Linked DNA regions of Pan troglodytes: region 1 is linked to region 2. Evidence: chromatin contacts called from public Hi-C data. All regions are on one chromosome and are shown on one strand. The core of a region is the stretch at or near the end of the contact, and the rest is flanking DNA. Distances in the headings are between cores, read along the strand shown. Region 1 has its middle 46 kb from the start of C14H14orf132. Region 2 overlaps TUNAR (TCL1 upstream neural differentiation-associated RNA).

Region 1 (6,959 bases), core at 3,219-5,718, 98 kb after region 2:
AAGGATGCCTTGTGGACTGCCACCTCCCCACATCTGCAGGTTTAAACATTGAGTATGTTTCAATAAGAAAACTGTTCCCAAAAGGCTCTTTGCAAGACCAATATGAAAACAAAGCCTGGATATATGCTGAGCAGTGACACCTGAAGTGAGGAGGCTCCCATATTTCTCCCTCATATCCCACGCAGGCAGGGTAGTCATCTTCCCAGGGATCTCACCTATTATAGCTAGTGTTGCTGACCACCTGCTATCTGCTCTTCCCTGTTAGAAGTCACCCCTGCCCCATTCCAAGTTTCCCACCGATTCGGCCAACACTGATTCACTGCCTACATGTACCAGGCACTGTGCTAACCACTGATGGTCTGAAATGAGTAAGGTGTATGCAGTAAACGGCAACATTTTAGAGGGCCAGCCTTCTAAAATGTGCACCATCCAAATGGCTAAGACTGATCTCAGCCCAACATGAGACAAAGGCCCAGATGGTCAATGTCCCCTTCCCATTTCAGTTTTACATTTTCCCTGTTGAGCAACTTTCCCTGAGCTCTTCTCAGGCACCAGTGTCCTCAAGGTGCCCTGGAGAATTCTCCACCATCCTCCAGTAAGGAGCTGCACACCCTCATCAAAGCTGGCCAATCCACTGTCTATTTACCCAGAACTCAACTGACCACAAAACATTTGTTTTCTTCTTTGAAGCTCTGTAGACAACTCATTCACCCAACAAACACTTAAGAAGTCCCTTCTAGGTGGTGGTCACCATGGAGTAGACCATGGGGTATGATGAAAAATGAGACAGTGATACTGCCTTCAAGGAGTGAAGGCTCAAAGGGGCAAGGTGGACACACAGTGCCCCATAGTATGGCAGGTAAGATGGCAGGAGTCAGGACATGTAACAACATAAAGGAATGTAGAGTCAATGCATTCTGAGGACAAATGATTCCAGAGAGGCTTTGGGGAGGAGATTAAGCAAAAGGCATGAGCAGTTGTTCTTGGGTTTCCAGGAGAAAGGGTCAGCTGGGGGTTTGTGTAGAAAACATCTCTCAGGACCATGGCCATTGGCCTCCTAAAGGTTCACTGAAAAATCGCTGGAATGAGACTGATGGATTAACTGGGGAAAAGGCATAAAAACATATTTAATTTTTATTCAGAATGAAGATCCAACTTCCCAACGAGCTACAGGAACTTATATATCATTTTGAAGTTACAGAAAAAATGGGGGCTTGGATTCTGGTAAAACAGGTTATTGGCAGGGGGAGATGAGGAATTCTATTGAAGGGCAATAAGTGAGTGCTATGAAGAGTGATTGGATGGGGAACAGAGCTTACCTTGTAAATAGTAAATAGTTTTCTTTGGAATGCAGATGATCCTTGGACAGTCATTATGCTTGTAAAAGAGTCCGTTCAGGTGTAGTCACATCTTGGTCTTCTTTTCTGAAATAGATAATGAGATAATAGGGAGGGGAAGAAAGAACAGTTGTTCTCCTTGGTGGGTCTGGATTTTAGGTAGATAAAGAAACTTCAGCTTCTTTGGGAGAAATGGTGGAAGAAGGGGGAGGTCAGGGAGACCTGAGCCTTCTTCAGTCCAGCATGTCAAAATGCCATATTTTGGAGTATCAGTTTCTGAGCTCCAATACAGCATTCAGCAGAAGGAAATAGCATGAGCAAAATCACAGTAGTATAAATTATCCATGGGAATTCTCCACATTCTAGATGGTAAGGGAATGTCCAGTCATAATTGTTAAAATAATGAAATGGGAGGTCACTAGATTGAGGTGGCTCTGACACCCTGGGTTCCTGTATAAGCCAACTGAAACCTAACTCAGAAATTAAAAGAAAACAAAACTTAAGCTCAACTAATCATAGGCAGCCAACTGGGCATTCCTTATCTTGTCTTAAACTTCCTATTAGGATAGTTCAAATGAGGCTATAACCACCCAATGAGTTCACGGTGCCCACTGCCCAGATAGAGCCAATTTATCAAAACAGGGGAATTGCAATAGAGAAAGAGTTTAACACACATAGAGTCAACTAACCAGGACAACAGAGTTTTATTATTACTCAGATTGGCCTCCCCTAAAATTTGGAAGGTAGGATTTTTCAAAGATAGTTTGGGGTGCAGGGGGCTAGAGAATGGATGCTGCTGATTGGTTGAGTATGTAATCACAGGGGTGTGGAAAATGGTCCTCATTCTCTGAGTCTGCTTTGGGTTGGGGCCATAGGATTGGTTGTGTGGAGAGTCACGGGTCTGGGTGGGGTCATCTGCTCATGAGAAATGCAAAAGTCTGAAAAGACATCTTAAAAGGCCAATCTTAATTCTGCTATAGTAATGTGATTTACAGGAGTAATTGGGGAAGTTGCAAATTTTATGACCTCTGGAATAATGGCTGGTAATCATTTAACTATAAATTCAGACCTCTCTCATCCTTCTAACTTGGTGACTTTTCATTAGTTTTACATAGGGGTTTTAGTTTTGGGGAAGAGCTATTATCATTTAAACTATAAAATTTCTCCCAACATTAGCTTGGCCGACACCTAGAAGTGACCAGGGCTCTTTGGAGGTTAAAGGCAAAATGGAGTTGGTTAGGTTGGATCTCTTTCACTGCTGCAATTTTCCCACTGTTATAATTTTTCAAAGGCTATTTCAAGGCAATTGCTCAAACGTTAACTAATCAAATAATTTTTTGCTCTGCTTCCACATTTGTTCTACAAAAGCCTTTCCTTCAAACCTCTTTGGCAAGCCCTGAACCATTTGAATTCTGGAGCTGCCCAGTTCATGGATTGTTGAATGCTCAAATAAGCTCTAATATTTTAATGTGCCTCAGTTTATCTTTTAACAAAATGTATGGTGTGTGTGTGTGTGCACATTTATGTGCTGTTGGGGAAAGAAGTACACAGGACAGGAAGGAGTAGGCAGGGGCCAGATTCTGCAGGGCCAGGGCTTGTGAGACATGTGAGAGAGAGGCTGGACTTTTCCCTGTGGACAGGAGTCGCAGACTTCACAGTGCATCGGAATCACCCAAGGGTCTATTACAGGCAGATTGCTGGGCTCCCATCAGCAGCTCTGGTTCAGTAAGGCAGGTAGCAGGCAAGGAGTCTGTATGTGTGATAGACGGCCAGGTGACCCCAATGCCGTGGTCCTGGGAGCCCTGCATGTTATGGGAGAGGCAGAGCCTGTGGACATCACCTTGACGCAACCCCACCCTAGCTGACAAAATCAAAAGCCAATCACCTTTGGTAGAGTTCACGCTGTTACAGGAAAGGAGTCCAGATCCTGACTCCAAGAGAGGGTTCTTGGATCTCGCGCAAGAAACAACTCAGGGCGAGCCTGTAGAGTAAAGTGAAAGCAACTTTATTAAGAAAGTAAAGAAATAATAGAATGGCAACTCCATAGACAGAGCAGCCCCGAGGGCAGCTGTTTGCCCATTTTTATGGTTATTTCTTGATGACATGCTAAACAAGGGGTGGATTATTCAGGCCTTCCCTTTTTAGACCATATAAGGTAACTTCCTGACGTTGCCATGGCATTTGTAAACTGTCATGTTGCTGGTGAAAGTGTAGCTGTGAGGACGACCAGACCAGAGGTCACTCTCGTTGCCACCTTGGTTTTGGTAGGTTTGGCTTGGCTTCTTTACTGCAACCTGTTTTATCAGCAAGGTCTTCATGACCTGTATAGGGTGCTGACCTCGTATCCCATCCTCTGACTTAGAATGCCTTAACTGTCTGGGAATGCAGCCCAGTAGGTCTCAGCCTCATTTTACCCAACCCTTACTCAAGATGGAGTTGCTCTGGTTCAAACGCCTCTGACAAAACCATCATCTCCTAAAATCAGGATTCAGGATTTCTGTGAGAACAAGGGCTCTGCCCATTCTGTGCTCCCACTCACAGACCCACAGACGAGGCTCTGAGACAGGAGGAGCTCAACGGCAGCTGCAGCCTGTATCTGTCAGTGGCAGAGCTGGGATTAGAAGCCTCGCCATCACCCTGCTCCACAGTGCCACAGCCACAGCCATGACTGTCGCAGAAAAGCCATCCCTGGCTCTCCACCAGCCTGTCAGGGCCCAGGATGGGTCAGCTGCTAGAGTCCCTGCTGTTCTGCCTGTAGGGCATGTTAACTGAATAGAGTGCTCTGGGGAGCCAGTGGAATGAGTCTGTAGTGAAGACAACTCAGGTGCTGGGACAGGAGAGAGTCACTGGCAGATCAGGTCTTTCTCCCAAGCCTCAAATCAGAGCACAAAAGAGTCATTCAGTCATCACTGAGAAAATTCCAACAAAGAATGTCATTAAGTACTTTGCATTTAATAAAGGGCCTTTAAGTGCAATAGCATATATAAAGCCACCCTGGAGTGGCATTAATGGTCAGACTTTGGGTCTATGGAAAGCTAATTGAAATGTTTTTGGAGTCCCTGTCTGAGCCCTTCCAGCAACAGGAAACTCACTAGTCCTGAAGACAGATTGTTCTGTTTGGGGATGCCTCTGAGTGCAGTTCAAATTCCTTTTTGCCAGGCTCTTCAGCCACAGGTCTGTGTAGTATCCACAGCGGAAAGAGGTCTCTCCCCCGTGGGTCCCATCAGGAGCTAGGGAGAGAGGAGCTCTGCAATTGCTGAGTTCATTGTGTTCTGAGAAGGCGAATCATTTATTGTGGGGACAATTTAGCCAATTAGCAGAATTTAGCTAAAAGCATTTCTTATGCACCAGAGCCCCCTGCTGGCTAAATAGAAGTATTGATAGTCCTGCAGAAGGACCCTCTAAGTTGGAGCACTCCCAATTTAGGATATCCGGACTTTCTGCTGGTGGAATCAAATCACACACCTTCAAAATCTGTTGAGAATCGTGTGGCTTATCCCATAATGAGTTCCAGGGGTCAACTATTTAGGAGGTGGAGGGAGTTAATTAGAGTCCATTAGAGTCCTATTTCACTCAGGACACTGAGATGAATTCCCAGATGAATTAAAGAGTTACATATTAAAATATAGAATACTAAAAGAACCAGGAGAAAATAAATATGGATCCATATCAATTTGATTCATAATGGAAAATACCTTATAAATGTAGAACCAAAGTAAGATTTTATAAATGAAAATATAAATAGATTTGGCAAGGGAAAAGACGTTTATTTCTTCATAGCAGTCATCTTAGACTGAAACAGACCTAGGACGGAGACTTGTGTGCAGGAGGTTTATTGGGAAAGCCTATTGGAATGGCACCTGCAAGAGAATGAGTAGGACAGGTGGAGGTACACATTGAACGGCAATGCAATAGCAACAGGGCTGAGGATGGCCCCTTCAGCTGTCCTGAATTAAAGTTAAGGGCTCAGAGCTTTGTGTGTCCTAATGGCCCAATCATTGGATGTGAGATCCACTAGGGAGGCAGCTTCCTTAGGCAAGGACAATTCCTAGGGAAGGACTCTGCTTGAGCCATGAGCAGGCAGCACTCCTGGCAGCTGGGGAAATAGGTGCCTCTATCCTTCACTGGGAATCTGGGTGGCACACCACAGCATCCACTACACCCGTGCTTGGCTATGCCCATGCCCATTTTATCCTACCCTTGGCAACACTTACAAGTGATATGTTTAAATACTTGCCAGGGTAAAAATAAAATAATATTGTCTTAATTTGTTAAAGTACCTTTTTGTTAATATATTTACTGATTTTATCCCATATTTTGTAGCTTGCCTAGTCAAATTCCTTGTTTCCTTTTCTACTAATTTTAGTTTCTCTAAGTGTATTCTTAAGAACTTTAAAACTTTATACTCTAATTTATGTTTACCCTCCATTCCAACCAGTTAGATTTCATTTTCTTCCTTTTCCTTAAAAGCCTGAAGGTAGCATCTTTAATGAATGCTAGCTGTCAACTGCTGAAATGACAGTCAAGTTCTTTCAAGAAAAATTTATCTTCTAGCAAAAAATCATTTAGCTCCACTTGTAGATGTTCTGAAATCTAGATATGGTTACTGAATCTTTTGTATCCCCAAACGTGTACATGGGCAAGCCTCTAAAAAAGTCATATATTCTTTTAAAATTATTCTTTATTTAACTTTTATTTTAAGTTCAGGGCTACACATGCAGGTTTGTTACATAGGTAAACTTTTGCCATGGTTTTTTTTTTTAACAGATTATTTAATCACCCAGCTATTAAGCCTAATACACATTAGTTATTTCTCCTGATCCTCTCTCTCCTCCTACCTCCTCCCTCCAATAGTCCCCAGTGTGTGTTGTTCCCCTCTATGCGTTCATGTGTTCTCATCATTTAGCTCCCACTTATAAGTGAGAACATGCACTGTTTGGTTTTCTGTTCCTGTGTTAGTTTGCTGAAGATGATGGCTTCCAGCTCCATCCATGCCCCTGTAAAGGACATGATCTAATTCCTTTTTATGGCTGCATAGTATTCCGTGGTGTATATGTACCACATTTTCTTTATCCAGTGTATCACTGATGGGCATTTGAGTTGATTTCATGGTGCTGCAATGAGCATATGTGTGCATGTATCTTTATAATAGAATGATTTATATTCCTTTGGGTATATACCCAGTAATGGGATTGCTGAGTCAAATGGTATTTCTATTTCTAGGTCTTTGAGGAATAGCCTGTATTACACAATTGTTGAACTAACTTACGCTCCCACCAACAGTGTATAAGTATTCCTTTTTCTCTGCAAACTCACCAGCATCTGCTATTTTTTTATTTTTTAGTAGTAGCCATTCTGGCTGGTGTGAGATGGTATCTCATTGTGGTGTTGATTTGCATTTCTCTAATGAACAGTAATATTGATTTTTTTCCATATGACTGTTGGCCACATGTATGCCTTGTTTTGAAAAGGGTCTGTTCTGTTCATGTCCTTGGCCCACATTTTAATAGGTTTTTTTTTTCTTGTAAATTTGTTTAAGTTCCTTATAGATGCTGGATATTAGACCTTTGTCAGATGCATAGTTTGCAAAATTTTTCTCCCATTCTGTAGACTGTCTTTTTA
Region 2 (7,408 bases), core at 3,767-6,266:
AGAGCAGGATCCCTGTCTCCTCCCGGTTGCTGGTGGTTGCCCGCAATCCTTGGCATTCTTGCCTGTAGCTGCACCACTCCAGCCTCTGCCCCTGTCTTCACATGACCTTCTCCCTGTGCATCTATTTGTCTGTGTCCAAATCCTCTCTTTTTCTCTTATGAAGACATTAGTCATTGGGTTTACTCACCCTGACTCATGTGACCAGATTTTAACTTGATTACATCAGCAGAGATGCCATTTCCAAACAAAGTCACAGGTACTAGCAGTTAGGACTTGAGCATATCTTTTGGGGGGACACAGGTCCCCTATGACACTGAGATGCTGCCAGGGGGCCCCTGGTGGACCACGCTCTTACCCAGAAGGTTCTGTGCCTGGTCAGTGTTCTCCCATCCCTGGGTTCTCCTCAATCCCCTGCTCAGGCCCATGAGATGCTTCCAGTAGGGGCTGTGCTCATGAGTCCCTCTGCCAGGAGGGGCATGAAGTCAGCTGCTGCCAGCCTGTGGATGGGTTGTGCCGCTTTCGCATCTGTCTGAGATGCTGCAAGTGCGTGGCCTCAGTGAGTGGGTGGCAGTGCGAGCACATTGTGTGTTCCGGGGAGCCGGGCCACCTCCGGCTGGATGTGTCGCCTTCCTCAGGGCTCCTGGCAGCACCTGGTGCATTACTGGGTCAGGGTATCATTTTGACCTCAGGGTGGCTGAGGAAGCTATGTTTGGGGAAGTGGCATGGAGCTTAGACATTCGAGCTGGCCTGATTGTTTTTCCCCACCAGATGACAAGCGTCTCTAGGGCAGGGATGCCTCGCCATCTCCATTTCCCCTCCAGCAATTTCAGGCTCGTGGGAGCTGCCATGTTTCTGCAGCTTTAGTCCCACATTGCTGTGACCCTGTGAGGCTCCCCTGGGCAAGTCTTCACTCTCTGGGCACCCTGCAGGGCAGCTGTGGGGTTCCATGAGATGATGCATTTTAAAACCATGCACGACTTGAAATGCCCGCAGCTCTCATTATCTGGGAGATGCCTCAGGACAAAGTGGCAGGACCTGATTGAAGAATAGGGTTGAAGACAGCACCTCGATATGTCTGGCGGTGCAGGGATAGGTGGCCATGTAACCCCAGTGGGAGCCACTTATAGGAAAAGGTGGTAGATTTGGGCAAGGAGGTGGCCCCTCTGAAAACCTGTTGCAGTTTCAAGTGAATTTCTGAAGACGCGTCAAGTTTTAGATCTACTGAGTCTGCAGTGACCATGGCCAATGGGATGGGAAAATTTTCTCACTAGAGGAGACCAGAGAGAGGGAACACGGACTCTCCAGAGAGTTTCATGAGGGTCCCTGCCAAGGACTAGTGGAAACCCAAGCAGTTGGGGACAGGGATAGTGGGAGAGGTGGGAGGCCACCTGGGATCTTGGAAAAGAGGAAGCTTCCTTTTTGCAGCATGGGAGGCAGCCTGGGAAAGTTAGGGTTGCAGGATGGGAATCCAGGGTTTCAGGAGGCAGGAACCTGGAGCAACCTGACTGGGCAGTGCTGTCAGCAGACCCAAGAATACTGACTGGCCTGTGAAGGAAAAGTTTGCTGCAAAGTGGAATCAAAAGTGACCAGGGGCCAACAGGGAAGGGGCCGCCCTCACTCCTTATGGCTCTAAGGGGTTGGGTCTGTCCTCAGGTTCTGCGTGTGTCCCTGATTCCTGAAGCTACCTGGATGCTCCCTGAGAGCAGGAGCTGCTTCTGAAAGACCATGGATCCCCCCCACCCCACTCCCCATCAAGCAGCCAGTGGAGTGCCAGGGGCATAGCAGGTGCTCATTTAACAAAAATAGACAAGACCCGTTGCCAGAGACAGCTTTTGCTCAAGTGCTGGAGTTCTCAACCCAGCTGTCTATGAGAATAACCTTCCCAGGAGCATTTGAAAAATGCTCATGCCCAGGCCTCCTCACTTTGTATTAATGATGCAGTTGGTCTGAGCTGGAGCCTGGCACCAGGCATTTTCAAAGCTGCTCATGGACACTGCATTCATTGTTAAGGTTCACCACCAGCTCCGAATTGTGGCTGCACTATGTGGGCACATGCCCGGTCTTTCTGGGCCTGTTCAGTCATTTGCAAATAGCCTTGCAGAAATGTACATGGTGGGTCCAGTGTGTGCCTGGCACACAGAGCCACCCTGGCTAATGCTGATTTAAAGTCGCAAGACGATTTTGCCCTGTTTTGGTGGATAGCTCCCCTGTGGAGATGACTGCTCAGGGAAACTGGCAGATTTCCAGAAGAGGGAAGAGGAGCAGTCATTGCTGATTGGATCATCCAAGCTGGGTTAGCGTCTGGCTTCGAGCACTGGTTTAAGGTGAGCATTAAGGTCCCTTGGGATGTTGAGAGTGTTTGAGGAGAAAGAACACATCTCCTTGGTCTAGGTCTCCTTTCAATGAAAAATGCCATTTTGTCAGAAATTCCCCTCTTTTGGGATCAGGCAGTGCATTTGATGTTAACGAGCTCTCATTGAACACACGCTATGTGCTGCATCTGTGCAAGGGCTTGGGGACCCCCTAAATGAATTAGACAAATTAGACAGTCATGCCCTGTTGGAGCCCAGTGGCTTTTGGGTCCCCGTTCCCCAGGCACCTTAACCCAGGACAGCCACACTAGCAAGAGGAGGGCGGGGAGGGAGAGATTCACACGTGAGGATCAGGATTTGCGAACTTGCGGAAGAGTGTGGTTTGCGGGGCCCCTGGCAACAGTCCTGCTTGTCGAAACACTTTTTTCTTGGTGTAAACTGTTCCCAATTGATTGAGAAAGAAGATTTGGAACCAGGCCCATGACCTTCTGCAGGTGCTGAGCTGTAGGTCTATAGATTGTTGGAATGTTACATAAAACAAAAAGCCCCTAAGGCCATGCCTGGAAGAGCAAGCTCTCCCACAGGTCAGCCTCCTTCTCTGCATATTGCACAGCTTCAAGAGATCTTAAAAGAAAGGACTCTTTTAAGCAAGGGTCAGATGGGATTGGGATGATGCACAGGGAAGGTGTAGATGCGGTTGCAGTGAAGGAGAGAGTGAGGACCCAGAGACCTCCTGTCCTCAGCCACAGGTGGCTTCCTCTTGGAGTCCACAGCATGTGCATATTGGTGCAGGGCACTGCGGGATGGAGTGTTCATCCCAGCCACACGTTCCTGCTGGGCACCACCTCTCTCCTGACGATAGGTTGGAGCTGAGGGCACAGAAATGGCCAAGGCAGGGAGTCAAGCCAGACAGCCAGCATCTCCAGAGAATAGTGACAGATGTTGTCTGCCAGGTAAGTGCAGGAAGTGCAGAACCTGCCTTGAAGCTGGACGAGGGTCATACAAGGTGTCCCAGAGAGGGGACATCTCAGCTGCATCTTAAAGGAAGAGTAGCAGTTAGCTATGTGCAGAAGGGCAGTCCAGGCAGGAAGAACAGATGTGTCTAACCCAGGAGGAGAGCATGGGCCAGCGGGAAGGGCAGGAAGCTAGGACTGGGCAAGATAGAAAGATCTGCCTGCTGGTTTGATAGAGTGAGGGAAGTGTGGGGCCCTGTTTTAGCTCTGTAGCCAAAGACGTGAGTTCCAGCAAATCACACATGTGTGCATGTTGTTAGAGTGTGTGTGGTGCGTGTGTGTATGTGTGGGTGTGCATGCATAGGAGGAAAGGGAGCGGAGAGTTGTCAAATGAGGCAAGCCAAAACCCAGGCAGTGGGATGGTCATGTTAGCATCTGTTTTACAAGGGAGTTCCCGACGCATCCTCCAGGATCATGGTTCGCTCAGCCTCACATTGCTACAAAGTGGGAATTTTACCAATGATTTAAAGCCCTTCCAAGGGCTTCCAGGGTCTCTGATCTTCCTGGCATAGCTCTCTGGCATCTTCCTCACCCCCAGCACCCTGTGCACCAGACCTTGGGAAGGTGTTTCCGGCCCATTTTTTTCTTGCTTTGAACCACGGCACGTGCTGTTGCCTCCACTGGAACACTCTCCCGCTTCTCTTCCTCCTTCAGATCTTAGCCCGCCGTCGCCTTCTCTCTGACCCTGGTCCCTTCCACTGCAGGCTGTTGCTCCGGTGTCTCTGGGCTGCTCCACCACGTGGTGCCTGCCCATCATGGCATCCACCACCAGGTGGCCTTTTTCTTGGTAAGTTCCTTACAAAGCAACATGCTTTGTGCACCTCTCAAATCTTCAACACCTAGCGTGGTACCTGGCCCCAGGTGGGCACTTGGTCGCATATTTGTTAAATTATTGAATCCTTGAGAAAGCCCAGGCTCAGCAAGGTTAAAAAACGTTTCTGCCAGTGAGTAATAGAGTGGATATTCAAACCGGCCTTCTCCCTGGCCCCACTCCTGTGCACCTCTCACTGCACCTACCCACCTGCTGCCTTTCCTACCGATCTCAACGATTATGCAGTGAGCTGTGGAAGAAATGGGGCTTAGAGTCCGGTCTTCTAGAAGGTGGGCACTGGAGTGAGCCAGGCAGGATGTCAGGGTGTCAGTGTTCAAGCTCAATGGGGAAACTGAGGTAGAACCCCAGAAATAGAGATCGGGCTGTTCTAGCTAAGTAGCGGCAGTGCACAGGCATGACCCTGTACCCACTGGAGACTTCATTTGTGGCATCAAGGCTCACTGCAGCCCCACCTCCTGGGACAAAGCACCTCCTGCCCTGTTTTGCGTGGAATAAAGCTGGGACTTCCATGAAGGGACTGGGCTGGGTGAGGGGCAAGCCAGAAGCTGCACCACACCCTCTGGAACTCTAGAGGCCATTCCAAGCCTCACTTGTTTTTCTTTTGGCAAAAGTGGAAGCAGAAAGCCTCTGCTCTGTTTGCCTTACTCTGCAAATAAAAATGGAATCAGGAGAGTAGTAGTTTGAATCCCACTTGCAAGCAGTTTGTAAGAAGTGTCCAGGTGCCCCAAAAGGTGGAAACATTTATTTTCCATTTGCAAAAAATAACACTTTGTTATGTTGATATCATGCGGCAGCAGAGTACTCTGCAGTTTGCAGCTTGGGAATGCAAAGGGCAGGGTCTCCTTGCAGGCCTGGCTCTGGGAAGCCTCCTCACCACAGCCCTCCATATTTTCCATGACACTCTCCAGCTCCCAGAGCGTGCTGCCTTGCCTGCTTAGCAGGCTCTAAAATCGTACTTTACAGTTTATGCCATGATTCGGGCTTGCGTTGGAATTTGTTCCTTCAAATAGCTCTGTTTGGCATATGTTTTTATTTCACAGTAAAACCATTTTTAAAAGTTAACACATGCGCATTGTCACAAATCAAATTGTATAGGCAAGTATATCATAAAAGCCCTGATACATCCTGAATGCTTGCTTTGTGCCAGGCACTGTTCTGGGGATGTTTTTCCTATAAACTCATTTAATCCTCATCAGAACTTTGTCCCCACTTTGTGTGATCCAGGATTTGCATCCAGACAGTGCATTGATCGTCTTTGAGCCCCAGTCATGGACTTCCTGATGTGGAAGAGGAAGCCACTGCTGTACTAGTGGCTCTTTCTCCTCCTCTCAGTTTCATCTGTGCTTGTTAAAGTGCTTCTATCTGTTACTTTTCAATCTTTAGATACATTTTTCTCCAGCACCCTTGCACAGTGTGTCTGTCTCCTTATTTCATAAGGTGAGGTTGTTAATCCATATTGTTCCTTTTGTCTTTCCTCTCAAGCTTCGGTGCCACTCACCTGCTACTTTCAGGCTGACATTCCTTCAAGGTTGCTGAAGCTTGCATCCCATCCTGAATGCTCTAGCGTATGCATTGTCCATAGTTTGACTCTGAATGTTGAGAACAGTAGGTGACATTGCTATAATTATTGCTACATCGGAAGTGTCTAATGCTGGGTTAACTCATGCACTGGGATGACCTTTTCTTCTCTGGAGATCAATGTCAGAACCCCTAGACCACTCAAAGCAGAATGGCCTGGAACAGACTTGAGTGGGTTCTCCTGCCTACACAATGTCATTTGCTTGGAAGCATGCCATATTGTAGTTTGCTTCATCTTTGGATCATCACTTTATTGCACAGGATATTTTTTCTGGGATTTCTGGTTGCCTTTCTTTTTTTCTTCTTGCTTTCTATGCCTTTTTCATACTCTCCCTTTTTTCATACCGCCTGTTCCATTGAGCCTTTCCCCATTGTTTTTTTGTTTTGTTTTGTTTCTTCTGGAGAGCTAACCCCTCTCAGGATGCTCTCCCCTCCTCTACCCAGGGTACTGCATCCTCTCCAGGGCTGCTGCCCCCAGGTCATCTTGGGCTCACCGTCATTGCTTTCCTGGGTTGGAGGCTCTGTTTGCTTAAGTTACCTCCTAAGAAAAGGTACATGGAAAGTAAACTGTCTGAAAATGTCTGTATTTTATGCTCACACTGAAGGTCGATTTCCAGGTTCTAAATCATTTGCCTTCAGAATTTTGAAGACTTTAGAGTTTTCCTTGTTGCTGATGAGAAGTCCGATGCCTGGTTCTTTGTAGATTATTTATTCTCTATTTGTCTTGTCCAGAAGATTATAAGAATTCTTCTTCATTCATGGGGTTCATGTATTACATGAGGATAGTCTCCAGGGTGGGTCTTCATTTATTCATTGTTCTGGATGCCCAGTGGACCCCTTTCATCTGAAAGCCCACATCCTTCAGCTCTGGGAGATTCTAATGGAACTGATTGTTTTAAAACCTTCATTTGTTTTCCATTCTCCATATCTGAGCCTCTTACTTGTCAGCTCTAAAATCTTCCAGAAAGGGATTATATTCTTCTACATTTTTCTCATTTCTTTGCCTTTTTGCTCTTTATTCGAGATTTTGTTGACTTCATTTTCTGGTTTGTCGTTTTGCTTTTTTTTAACTTTTAAAAAACATGTTGGCACTAACATTTTTAACCTCTGAGAGCTTTTTCTTGTCTCTGATCATTTCTTTTCCTAGAATCTATTTTCGTTTTATAGCTACTAGTATACTGAGTGCTGGAATAGTAATTAGAGCATTTTGTTTGTTTGTTTGCTTTAGTCCATGAATTATTTCTGTCTCCTCTAAGGTCAGTTTTTGATTGTTTTGACTCTGCTCTTCCTGCCGCTCACTTTCTCCTGTGCCTTTTCGTTTCGAGTTGAAAAAAGTCTAGCAGCTGTTGTGAGATTGTTCTTTGGCCAATGAGTAAACAGGCTGAGAAAGACTGGGTAACTGACCAGGATCACCCAGGTAGAAATGACTAGCTGGTAACCAAACCCCAACCTTCTGATTTCTACTCAGCTTCCCTTCCCCCCAAAACTTGATTGATTTCAAGTAGATTTTAGGCCAAGACTTGTCCCACTTTGCTAATTGCATGGAGGCTGGCATCTCTCGGTAACTGGGGCTGTGGGAGAAGCTGACTTTCCCATTTCCCATCACTGGTCTGTGCCTCCTTTGTGGTATGCTGGAGGCCCCAGGAGTTCTGTGGTTGTCAGGAGACCATGCA

What was found. Hi-C and Micro-C count contacts between places; a contact is called where the count stands out from the background.
Region 1: a Hi-C map of induced pluripotent stem cells shows a contact between it and region 2, with 2.8 times the contacts expected there. The contact joins two enhancer-like sites. A contact is called at or near these places in 2 of 7 Hi-C or Micro-C datasets (both in induced pluripotent stem cells).

The regions. Positions count from the first base shown.
Region 1 is chr15:93,991,488-93,998,446 of NHGRI_mPanTro3-v2.0_pri, forward strand. No RefSeq gene overlaps it. Among named protein-coding and RNA genes, the nearest start is that of C14H14orf132, 46 kb to the right of the region's middle. Within about 2 kb of position 4,469, at least 2 of the 24 cell types and tissues checked have an H3K27ac peak or open chromatin away from gene starts, as enhancers often do. A contact at or near this core is called in induced pluripotent stem cells, where this site is marked.
Region 2 is chr15:93,893,250-93,900,657 of NHGRI_mPanTro3-v2.0_pri, forward strand. All of the region lies in intron 1 of TUNAR (TCL1 upstream neural differentiation-associated RNA), which reads left to right. Among named protein-coding and RNA genes, the nearest start is that of TUNAR, 19 kb to the left of the region's middle. Within about 2 kb of position 5,017, at least 2 of the 24 cell types and tissues checked have an H3K27ac peak or open chromatin away from gene starts, as enhancers often do. A contact at or near this core is called in induced pluripotent stem cells, where this site is marked.